4 separate regions of the Sus scrofa genome follow, and regions 1, 2 and 4 are each linked to region 3. A link is a contact called in public Hi-C data. All regions are on one chromosome and are shown on one strand. Each heading gives the region's core, a stretch centred on a gene start, on an enhancer-like site or on the middle of the called end of the contact. The rest is flanking DNA. Distances are from core to core; before and after follow the strand shown.

Region 1 (2,700 bases), core at 30-2,529, 140 kb after region 3:
AGAGTTTAAGAGGACTTGTCATAGAACTTCATGAAAATTCTGTGACAAAAGAGCAAAGAATGTTGTATCTCTCTACAAAAAAATGTAGAGAAATAGGAAAGATGGTTCAGAAAAGGGAGGATATGTGGGAACAGGGGTTGGGAATGAATAACAGGAAAAAGAATAATTAGGCAAAATACTATTTTTTTTTAAATCTGGAAACATGCTCAAATTGAGATATCCCAGGATATGAGTCAGAAGAGACTTGGCTTAAAAAAAAAAAAAAAAAAGATAACTAAAAAAAATTAGGAAAATGAAGATGGCTTTGCTGTTTTTGTTGTTGTTCTCTCATAAACACAAGTTTAAAGTTACTAAACAAGACAAAAATTAGAGTTGTTATAATGTATTCTATGTGTAGGGAACTAAATTTTTGAGGTAATATATGATCATCCAAAGGATAATGAAGATCAGATGAAAAGATTCAAAATGCAAAATAAAGCATACCTTATATATTTGGGGTTTTTTTTAAGTAATCACATTGAACAGCTAAGACCTCTTCCAAAATGTTTAACTTTCCTTCTCTTCATCAGCTTCCTCACAGTGTGTTCACCCACATACCCTGATGTTAGTGGCACATAAATCAAACTTTTCATAAAAATCAGAAATAAAAAAATATATGAGCACAGGAGGTTCCTGATATTGGCAAGACTGCAATCCACATATAGTCCTGGGCCTGACCCACTAACATTAAGAGGCCTGTTTGTTTCTAGTTAGTGATGAAGAAGGTTCTACCAGCCTTAGTTTACAGGTTCTAATGTATCTCCATAAGGAGCAAGATGTCTCCAACAAATTATTTCAGAATTGTCATGAGACATTGCTACAAGGTGTGTAAACTTCCTCACCAGTGGTTTGCAAAAAGCCAATGACTAAATTGTCACAAGATTTTAAAATTCTGGTTCTATGTTATTTTTTACAAACAAGTGTAAGGCTTAAGAAAGGATGTACCATTCACAAGTGTGAAATCTATAGCAGGGACACCATCTCTTAAGACAAGACACTTGGATGTAATACAGGACACTCTGTACCTCGGGAAGATCTAGTGCTGATCAACAATAAAGCAAATAAGGATTCTGTCAAAACAAACTCACTCTTTGAAAGGGACAAGCTGCAGATCATATAGAATAATCTTAGCTAAAAAAAAAAAAAAAAAAAATGTCCAAAAGGAGGCACAGTAAATCCCTTTCTGCCAAAGGCTGACTCCCTGGGAGGGGCTCCCAGAGCAGTCTTCAAGTCTGTTGACTTGTTTTTTCAAGCTGTTAATGTAACTCACAGCTACATTGGTTTGTTTTGTTGTTGTGACATGGTCTCCATAGATGTGCATTGAAATTGTGCCCAGCTGCACTGAAGCCAAGAACCATGCAATCTGGAGGTTGTGCAAGCGAGATTACAAGGCTCCAAGGTATCCAGTGCCTGCGCTGCTCATCTCTTCCACTTACCTCGAAGCTTGGCTTGTCCAGCCTGGGCAACGGAAGGCTGCACTGGGACCAGATCCAAATGCTTTAGGAAAGTGGCTACATTTGCAGGGAAGGAAGAGAACTTTATCTTCACATTAGGACTTTATTTGCATGCCTAGGGAATGGTCAGTGATAACCAGGACCAGTTTACTGCCTGTTTGTTTTTAGTTTTCCTTCTTCATTTCTGTATGGAGCCCAACTTGCTCATCTTTATTCCTCTTGGGAATCCATTACCCTCATGTTTTCTTCACCCACTGTCCATCTTAGGAGATGCATTTGCAAGAAGTAATTTGATCAGCTCAATCACAACAGTCTTAGCAAATAAAAATACAGGACATCCAGTTAAATATGAACTTCACATAAATAACAAATAATTATTTTTTAGAGTAACTATGTCTCATGCCACATTTGAGACATACATATATTTAAATTACTCATTGTTCATTTGAAATTCAAATTTAACTAGTCATCCTATATGTGCTGCAATATCCCCACGCTAATAAGCAAATGACTTATGATGTTCTTACCTCTCCCAAGGATATCACCTGAATTTTAACTTAGGGTCAAAGTCCTCATAGCTTAAGCTAAGTTAACAATTAGGAGATTTTTAGCAACAAACTAGAAATAAAACACATCAGGTAAGCAATAACTTAGCCATAAGGAGTCACTTTTTTTGTATGTGTGTGTCTATTCCAGGGCCACACCCACGGCATATGGAGGTTCCAGGCGAGGGGTCTAATCAGAGCTGTAGCCACCGGTCTACGCCAGAGCCACAGCAACACAGGATTCAAGCCACGTCTGCGACCTACACCACAGCTCACGGCAATGCTGGATCCTTAACCCACTGAGCGAGGCCAGGGGTTGAACCCGCAACCTCATGGTTCCTAGTTGGATTCATTAACCACTGAGCCATGAAGGGAACTTCAGGAGTCACATTTTTAAAAGTGTAAAAGACCGTAACCTAGAGACAGAAAGAATCACTTGATATTTTTACCCACTCAGACCTAAGGCTACTTATCAATGTTTACTTCAAATCAGATAATGTGATTGTTCATGTTAATTAGTGCTTTATTCTTCTAGACAGAAATAATACAATTTAAAGATACACACCTCTGCCTCAAAACATTTATCCTTACAGTGTCTTCAGTGAACCAGAGATATATGTGGTGTTAGTTGAACATCCTAGGCCTCAGCTCACACCTCATCA
Region 2 (2,700 bases), core at 156-2,655, 180 kb after region 3:
GTTCCTAGTTGGATTCGTTAACCACTGCGCCACAACGGGAACTCCCTAACAGTATTCTTATATACTATTAGTGGAAGTGTAAATGGTACAATCTTTGCAGAGGGTAATTTGGCAACATCTGTCCCAATGTTAAATGCAAATACACTTTAATGATTGATTTCACTTACAGTATTCTATTAATATAGGTGAACAGAGATGTGAGTAGAATTTTTAACTAACATTGTTTGAAATAGTAAAAAATGCAAACAACCTGCCTATTAATAGGGGACTGTTTAAAAAAAAATAGTATGGTATAGCCCAGGAGTTTGGTATCTATGGGCAGCTGGACCTCAGCCTGATTTTATACTGTCTACAAGCTAAGAATGGCTTTTATAGTTTTAGAGAATTAAGGAGGACAAAGGAGGAGGAGAAGGAAAAGAAGAATTTGCAACATAGGACCCAGAAAACCTGAAATATTTACTATCTGGCTCTCTGAAGGAAAAGTTTGATATAACCAAATTATAAAACACTTATCAGACCATGAAGATGATGAAAAAACAAGGGTGGCAACAGTTGGAGCCAAGCAGTGAAGCTGACAAATTTATTCCTTCCTATCATCCCTCAGGCATCTGTGCCAATAACACTTGAAGATACAATGCCCCTTGAAATTTATGAGACATTTTTAAAATGAGGCCCATTTAAGAAAAAAATAAATAAAACCAAGCACTAATTCCAAGTGGCTGTCTACATTGATCATTATCACTGGCAAGTGGTTCTCTGCTTCTCTCAACTGACACATGTTGACATCACAAAATCATAGCTTCATGGGACTGAGAGAGTCCAAAATTCATCTCAGTCTTAACTGATGCATGGATCCTCTCCACAGCTTCCCTAGCAAACGGCTGTTAAGAATTTGTAGTGATGAGGGCCATTCCAGCAAAGAGCAACGTTAAAGGTTGGAGTGGAGATAAATGTACAAAGTATAATCAGAGACTTGCAATATTTTTCACATTTTTTTTTAATCAATAAGACAGCAGGTTTTAAACACTTGAAGTGAACATAGTGGCTGCTGAAGGAAGTTTGTTGAAAAGGGATCAATGAACAACTTGGTTCTGAAACCAGAAGATTTATCCAAGTGTTCTGTATGTGGTGTTGGGGCCAGCAGATGCAATGCAGATGTTTTAGCATCTGTTAGAGGGAACTATTATATCAGATTTTTTACTTCTGAGAGTCTCAGTTATCATTTTTGATTCCACAAAGTAGTTGATTTGGGAAGTGAGGTGGAAATCATTCCTTGGTTGTGCAAAACTAAGGGATCCCATAGAAATGAGGCCAGGACTTGCTTTGGTGTTTTGTAGTAGGAAGATCATTGCACTCAAAGGTGGATCTGCTCTCTCCTTCGCTGTGGGAACCCTCTACAACCTTGGACAAGTCACATAATCTCTCAGCCTCTGTTGCTTTATTCATAAAGGAGGCATGAAACTTTGCCCAAAAGTAGCACCAAAGCAGATAATTTCATAAGGACCTGCAACACAACCTATGGTCCTGGATTGAATTTTGATTGAGATATGATTTTTTTGCTTTTCTGACACAAGACAGGATCAATTTACATTCTTTGTTTGTTCTACTGGTTTCATGGCACTCTAAGTAAGGCAGCAGACATGAGATATGTTGAGAATCCTTGACTTCTTCATTCATGTAATTGTGAATTTTAATAGTAATCACTCTAGACCAACAGTAGAAGATTAAGTAAAGTAAGTGATAGTGGGAAAATCCTAAAGTGTATTGTTCTAGCCCAAGAGATACCACGGCTGACATTTTCTTATTCAGTAATAGTATCTTGACTGTAAATAGTGTTTTACAACTGACAAAGTGCAGGCCAAGCCATATATTTACCATCACATGTGGAAACTAGAGCCAGCTCTAGATTTCAGAACTCCTGATACCTAGGAGAGTTCTCTCTCCATTATTCTCACCTCCAGGTTTCACTTAAATGATCCTGGACTACTGTGAATAAGAATATAAAGACTTTCAAGGGACAAAAACCTCAGAAACCATCCTAGCTATTGCACTAAAAAGAGCATAAATCTTGGATAAAAACAGCCTTGGTATGGAATCCTGGCTTTCCTACTCTCAGTCACCTTAAATACTTCTAATTTTCTGAGTCCCCAATTTATCTATAGAATAAGGAGTAGAATACTCCCCTCATGTGGTAGTTAGCAGAATTAAATAAGATAATATACATAAAGAAACATTGTGGATACTCGATCAATGCTAAATCCCTTAACAATCTCAGCATTCAAGAAACTCAACCTTATTTTGAGCTCAGTTCTTTCCTGCTATATTTTATCTTTCAGCTTCTTTTTTAACCTGTGGAAATACATATACATATTATATAAAATATTATAAGATAGACTTTATGTTAGATGATTAGATGGTTTTGCCCAACAGTAAGCTAACTTAAGTGTTCTGAGAATGTTTAAGATGAGCTAGGCTAAGCTATGATGTTCCATGTTAGGTGTACTAAATGCCTTTCAATTTAAGATATTTTCAATTTTCAATGGGTTTATCAGAATATAAGCTTAACTCTTACAGAAAAATGTCTCTCAAACACCACAATTATGGGAGTCTTGTTGTAGACTCCTTCTGCAGCTGAGGAAAGAGACTACACTCAGAATAACCAAGAAACAAAGTAAAATGGCCTGAATCATTTTGTTAAAT
Region 3 (2,700 bases), core at 7-2,506:
CAATAAATATTTTTAAAAACCAGTGAATGATAAAAGCCCAGTGTTCCCTTAAGTTTGAGCAATACAGAAATGTTAGGGGCACTGACCCTCCACACAGTCCAAAACTCACATGTAACTTTATAGTCACCCCCTCCCCTGCCCCTCACTGTGTCTCCAACTCTGAATCCACATATTCAGACAAACCTGGGATTATGTAGCATTGCAGTACTATTTGGTACTGAAAAAAAATCTGCAAATAAATGGACTTACACACTTCAAACCCATGTTGTTCAAGGGTCAACTGTATATTCAACCACTTTGTAGACTTCTCCTTTCTTTAGACTCCATAAAGCCAGCTGCTTGCCTGATGTGTTCTTGGTTGCCATACCCAGTGGATATCATATCCTACTTGCCACTCTGTTTTCCACAGGACATCTACAGTGGGTGGGTCTGTATCTTCAGAGGGGGGCCCACTTTGTTTCTATTCCAGCTCATGGCTTATCCAAAGGTTACTCCCCTCACTGTGGTTAACTGAAAGGATACCATTCAGCAGAGCCCTGTGAGCATACAAATCAGTGCAAGTGGAGTTCCTGCCATGGCTCAATGGAAATGAATCTGACTAGCATCCACAAGGACACAGGTTCGATCCCTGGCCTTGCTCAGTGCGTTAAGGATCAGGCATTGCCGTGAGCTGTGGTGTAGGTTGCAGACATGGCTCAGATCCTGCATTGCTGTGGCTGTGGTGTAGCTAGCAGCTACAGCTCTGATTCAACACCCAGGCTGGGAACCTTCATATGCTGCAGGTGAGGCCCTAAAAAGACACCCCCCCCCAAAAAAAAGAATAAAAAAGAAAACAGTGCAAGTAATCCCCGTCTACAAAACAAAAAATTGTTATGTTCCAAAAGTTTGTTTGTAAATAGGTCCTCTAGCACTTGGGAATGCGTTTCCCAAGCCATCACAAACAACTCATCTATTTTAATAGTCATTCCTTCCAAAATATTCATTGAATATCTCCCTGCTTTGCGCTGGTCATTGTTTTTGGCACAAGGGAAACAAAGAGAAATTAGACTCAGTCTCTATCCTCCAGGAACTCACAGAATAACAAAGGAGATAGTGGCAGATGCAAATAATATATATGCAATATCGCATGTATTAAAATAGAGGACTGTCCACCTTACAGCATGGATAAAAAAGAAGAGGTGATCTCTCTGCCTGGGTGGATCAGGAAGGTTCCAAAAAGACACATTCCTGCTGAGGCCTGAAGAATGAGGAAGTATGCACCAGGCAGATGAGTGGAAAAGGGTGTTCCTGGTATGTGATTGTGAGGCTGCCAGACCAACACCCAGGCGTCAATTTAACCCCTGATGTGGCTCTGCCAATGCTGCAGCATTGTCACACAAAAAGGGATAGGTTTTTGCAGTCTGGCCTGGGAAAACTAGTTTCTTTTGGGAGATTAGTTCTAAAACCTTCAATAAGACAGAATTGGCCCTGGCTCATGCAAACGCCCATGTGTGCATGTGCACACGTGAGCACGCGCATGCGCGCGCACACACACACACCCCCCACTACCACTGCCACCACTCATCATCTGGAGCAAAAAACAAAAACAATTCAGTGACAGAAGAAGCGATTCTTATGCTTTCACTTTCTTGCAAAACACCAGTGATCCTGTAAATGCAAGGTCATGAGTAAAGCTTGTTAGGAAATGCAGATACTAGACAAGTCTACACCCTGAGGAGCTTAACAACTAGCTGTATAGGCAAGACTCACGCATATAAAGTAACTAAGACCCAGGGCAGTAGCTGCCAAAAGAATGACGCATGCTATAAGCACTATATTTCTAGTCATTTCTTCTTTCTTCAGAGAATAATTCAGTTTAGTTTGACAAGTGTTTTATATTAAATGCCCACTACAGGTCTGTTGATGATGTAAGGCTGCATTCTGAATTTCACAGGGCAGCATCCACCAAGTTCTGTAAATGCAAATAAGTTTTCCTCCCCAAAGGCATTAAGTCAACACTGGAAAGACTCTGGGGGGTGGGAGGGCTAATTAATAGGAATTCTGTTTTATTCAATACGGGAAACACATCAACACTGAATAGGTATGAGAAAGAATTTCCCACCAGTGGGAACAGGCTGAATTAGAATGAACCGCCTTGGGAGGTAATAAGTTTCCCGTCAGGCAAGATAATTACTTGGCAGTGATTTTGCAGGGGTGACTCAAGCATTCAATGACCAGTAGGCTCCCTTCCAATCCTGTGATTGTGTGAACTTCTGCAGCTCCCTTTTGATAGCACAATAGAGGAATCTGGGAACCCACAGGGTAGACCTGTCACAATGCTGCAGACTAGCCATGAGATAGACTCCTTCAGGTACCAGAATCCCTGACAGAATGGGTGGTAAGAAAACAGAGAGAATGGGAATATATAACTTCTATCAAAAGTCTGATCAAACTCATGGGCTCAGAGTGTCTGGGAGAGTCTCAGAATGTCAAAATGCATTAGCTCTCCAAGAGGATCATGGCTATTGGACAAGGAGCACCACAAGACAAACCAGCTAAAGAATAAAAATGTAGCCTCTTAAAGAAGAGATATGTAGGATTCTGGAGTATTTTGAAAGGCTCATCTGATAGGGGCTTTACCAGTCTCCACGTAAGGGGCCCCTCCTGCAATGGTAAGACATTAAATTTCTTGGGACACTCCAAGCAAAGACATTGTCAAAG
Region 4 (2,700 bases), core at 134-2,633, 210 kb after region 3:
ACCTCACTTCCTACCCTCTCTGCCCAGACTCTCTTCCAACCAGGGCAAGGAGAACTTAAAATTCCTATCCAGTGGAGTGTGATGTGTGCTGTGGACCAGGGAAAACCATGTATTGTATTCTAACCACTCTCTCCAATAACAGTTTTGTGTTGTTTTGTTTGTCTTTTTAGGGCCATACCTGCATCATACAAAGGTTCCCAGACTAGGGGTCAAACCAAAGATGTAGCCACTGGCCTACACCACAGCCACAGCAATGCCAGATCTAAGCTATACCTCAGCTCACAGCAACGCTAGATCCTTAATCCACTAGGCAAGGCCAGGGATCAAACTTGCATCCTCACGGTTACTAGTCAGATTTGTTTCCACTGAGCCATGCTGGGAATTCCTCCAATAGGAGTTTTATTGAAATTATCCTGTAATTTTCCCTGATTCCATATTGATTGTGGTGGAAGCGGACCTCTTAGATCATTTGGCTGTGAAGAGTTGGTTCTACACCTGATGGAGAGGAAGGGACAACACCCAGAGATCCTGGACTTAGAGCCTGAATTAGACTTGGATTATCTTCCCTAAAAGTTTGTAAATGCACATAACAATGTATGGGTAGGAAAAAGGATATGTATGGATGCTGAGCCAGAAATAGATTGCAGAGGACTTTGGGATACCTCCTCAACTTATTATCCACTCCTCTTGTAGAAAAACCATGCTGTCTGAGTGGCCATAAACCACATCTCCAGCTCTAGGTGGACATTAGTTTGTCTAAACCAATCATCGTCATCCTACCCCCCTTGAAACCAACATTGGCTCAGTAACCCAGACCTAAGTCATTAGAATAACAGCTACTGTGACTGAGTTAAGGATGGCACAAACAGAGCAAATCCAACAATTTTTGTTCAAAGGCTAAAAGAAACTACCCTCTTTTTTGGATATGAACAAGGAATCACATAGGCCAGACATGGTAGGCCAGACTTTAAGATGGCCCCCAATGATTCTAGTCTCCTGATAGCCTCTCTCACAATGTACCAGGGTTGGTCTGTATGACCAATAGGGTGGAAGTGATGATGGTATGCAACGATAGCCTCCTGACAGTCACATCTTAATATAACCCCTCTCTCACAGTGTGCCAGGGTTGGTCTGTATGACCAATAGGGTGAAAATGATGGTATGTCACTTCTGAGATTACATAGTAACACACAGAGTTCTCTCTCTTTCTCACTCTCTCTCTCATATTACTGTCTCTGGAAGAAGCCAACTGCCGTGTTAAAAGAAACCTAAACAAAAGCCCATATGACAAGGAACCAAAGCCTCCAGGCAACAGTCACATGAATGTACTTGAAAGCAAATCCTCCAGCCCCAGTGGAGTCACAGATGACCACAGCCCAGCTGATATCTTGATTGCCACATTGTGAGAGACTCTGAAACAGAGTTACTCAGCTAAGCCTTGCCTGGACTTCTGTCATACAGAAACTGAGACAATAAATGCTTATTTCCTAATTTGCTAAAGTTTGGGGGGTAATTTGTTATGCAGCAATAGATAACTCATACACTGGGGGAATCATTCTTGCAACTAAGAAGAGCACTAGGCTGCAGGTAAAGAAAAGGCTATGAGGATCACAGAGAACTAGGGCTACAGCTCTAATCAATGCCCCCTTGAAGCCCACTTTACCTCTAGTTACCTTCAGCTACATAAGCCAATAAATAAATGTCTTTGATTTTTTAGACTGGTTTCAGTTCAGTTTTCCAGTACTTGCATAGAAAAGTAGGCTGATGCACAATTTGTTTGGAAAGGAATCAATGCCTCCAAAGGTGGCTTCCAAACTACCCAGATCTCTGCCTATTTGCTCAAAGAACACCCTTTAGTCTCTGCTCATTTTATCCTTACTCATTCTTCAACTTTTCTGATCTGATGACCACTGCAAAAGGGTATCTAGGTAATCTAAATTCGTATGGCACTTTACCAGTCACTTCTAACCATTTGCTACTTGTTGTACACTGTTTTATCTTTGACGAGTATACATTTATTGTAACTTCCTTGAAAGTAGGGACCATTTTTATGTACTTCTAATCCCCATGGTATGTATCATGGAAGGCATTAATTAACTATTAACTGTTTGATTAGCTTTATCAGTTGGAATTTCTTAATGCAAAAGTGACCTACCTGGCTTGGAATCACACATTCCAATCTTCATTCTGGCAGGTCAGATGCCAAGATATCTACTGTGGCAAAAAAGAAAAATCAAGAGAAATAAGGGGGTTGCCCTTTTCATTGACCCATGTTTTCTTAATTTTATCCCCTGGACATGCAATAATGATGGATTTTAAATATGCTCTTTGGTTCCTGACAACATTATCCCATAATGCTTTCTGCATATTTGAAAAGGATGCAGAGCTGTCCAGGTAAGCTATGGGTATTACATATATTTTTGAAGCATACGTAATATCCATTCTCAACAGCCTGAACTCAGTAGAGTACGGGTATAAAATGTCTTTTTTTTCCCATTTACTAGTATATCCTGTCTGCTGAATCTTCCTTTCTCATCCCTTAACAACATTCTGGGTAGCTCCTATAGCTTTGAAACAATGACATTATTAAGAAGACATAGCTGGCAGCATTATCAGCCTCATAAAGTATTCCCTCTTGTAAAATGCCATGCATTAACCACTTGGTATTATGAAGAAAGAAGACAAAAATGTTCAGTTTTC

What was found. Hi-C and Micro-C count contacts between places; a contact is called where the count stands out from the background.
Region 1: a contact with region 3 is called in a Hi-C map of omental adipose tissue, with 1.6 times the contacts expected there. The contact joins two enhancer-like sites. A contact is called at or near these places in 2 of 47 Hi-C or Micro-C datasets (heart right ventricle and omental adipose tissue).
Region 2: a Hi-C map of omental adipose tissue shows a contact between it and region 3, with 1.8 times the contacts expected there. The contact joins two enhancer-like sites. A contact is called at or near these places in 9 of 47 Hi-C or Micro-C datasets (alveolar macrophages, brain, embryonic fibroblasts and 4 more) and 1 of 2 datasets of contacts at active chromatin or transcription factors (skeletal muscle).
Region 4: a Hi-C map of omental adipose tissue shows a contact between it and region 3, with 2.2 times the contacts expected there. The contact joins two enhancer-like sites. A contact is called at or near these places in 1 of 5 promoter capture datasets (liver), 20 of 47 Hi-C or Micro-C datasets (brain, embryonic fibroblasts, epiblast stem cells and 13 more) and 1 of 2 datasets of contacts at active chromatin or transcription factors (skeletal muscle).

The regions. Positions count from the first base shown.
Region 1 is chr3:85,500,627-85,503,326 of Sscrofa11.1, forward strand. The region is part of intron 9 of CCDC85A (coiled-coil domain-containing protein 85A); the gene reads right to left. Among named protein-coding and RNA genes, the nearest start is that of PNPT1, 93 kb to the right of the region's middle. Within about 2 kb of position 1,280, at least 9 of the 83 cell types and tissues checked have an H3K27ac peak or open chromatin away from gene starts, as enhancers often do. A contact at or near this core is called in omental adipose tissue, where this site is marked.
Region 2 is chr3:85,543,021-85,545,720 of Sscrofa11.1, forward strand. All of the region lies in intron 9 of CCDC85A (coiled-coil domain-containing protein 85A), which reads right to left. Among named protein-coding and RNA genes, the nearest start is that of PNPT1, 51 kb to the right of the region's middle. Within about 2 kb of position 1,406, at least 1 of the 83 cell types and tissues checked has an H3K27ac peak or open chromatin away from gene starts, as enhancers often do. A contact at or near this core is called in omental adipose tissue, where this site is marked.
Region 3 is chr3:85,363,510-85,366,209 of Sscrofa11.1, forward strand. All of the region lies in intron 10 of CCDC85A (coiled-coil domain-containing protein 85A), which reads right to left. Among named protein-coding and RNA genes, the nearest start is that of MIR217-1, 24 kb to the left of the region's middle. Within about 2 kb of position 1,257, at least 9 of the 83 cell types and tissues checked have an H3K27ac peak or open chromatin away from gene starts, as enhancers often do. A contact at or near this core is called in omental adipose tissue, where this site is marked.
Region 4 is chr3:85,568,563-85,571,262 of Sscrofa11.1, forward strand. It overlaps CCDC85A (coiled-coil domain-containing protein 85A), which reads right to left. Exons shown (of 18, transcript XR_002342946.1): 9 at 2,156-2,214. Among named protein-coding and RNA genes, the nearest start is that of PNPT1, 25 kb to the right of the region's middle. Within about 2 kb of position 1,384, at least 2 of the 83 cell types and tissues checked have an H3K27ac peak or open chromatin away from gene starts, as enhancers often do. A contact at or near this core is called in omental adipose tissue, where this site is marked.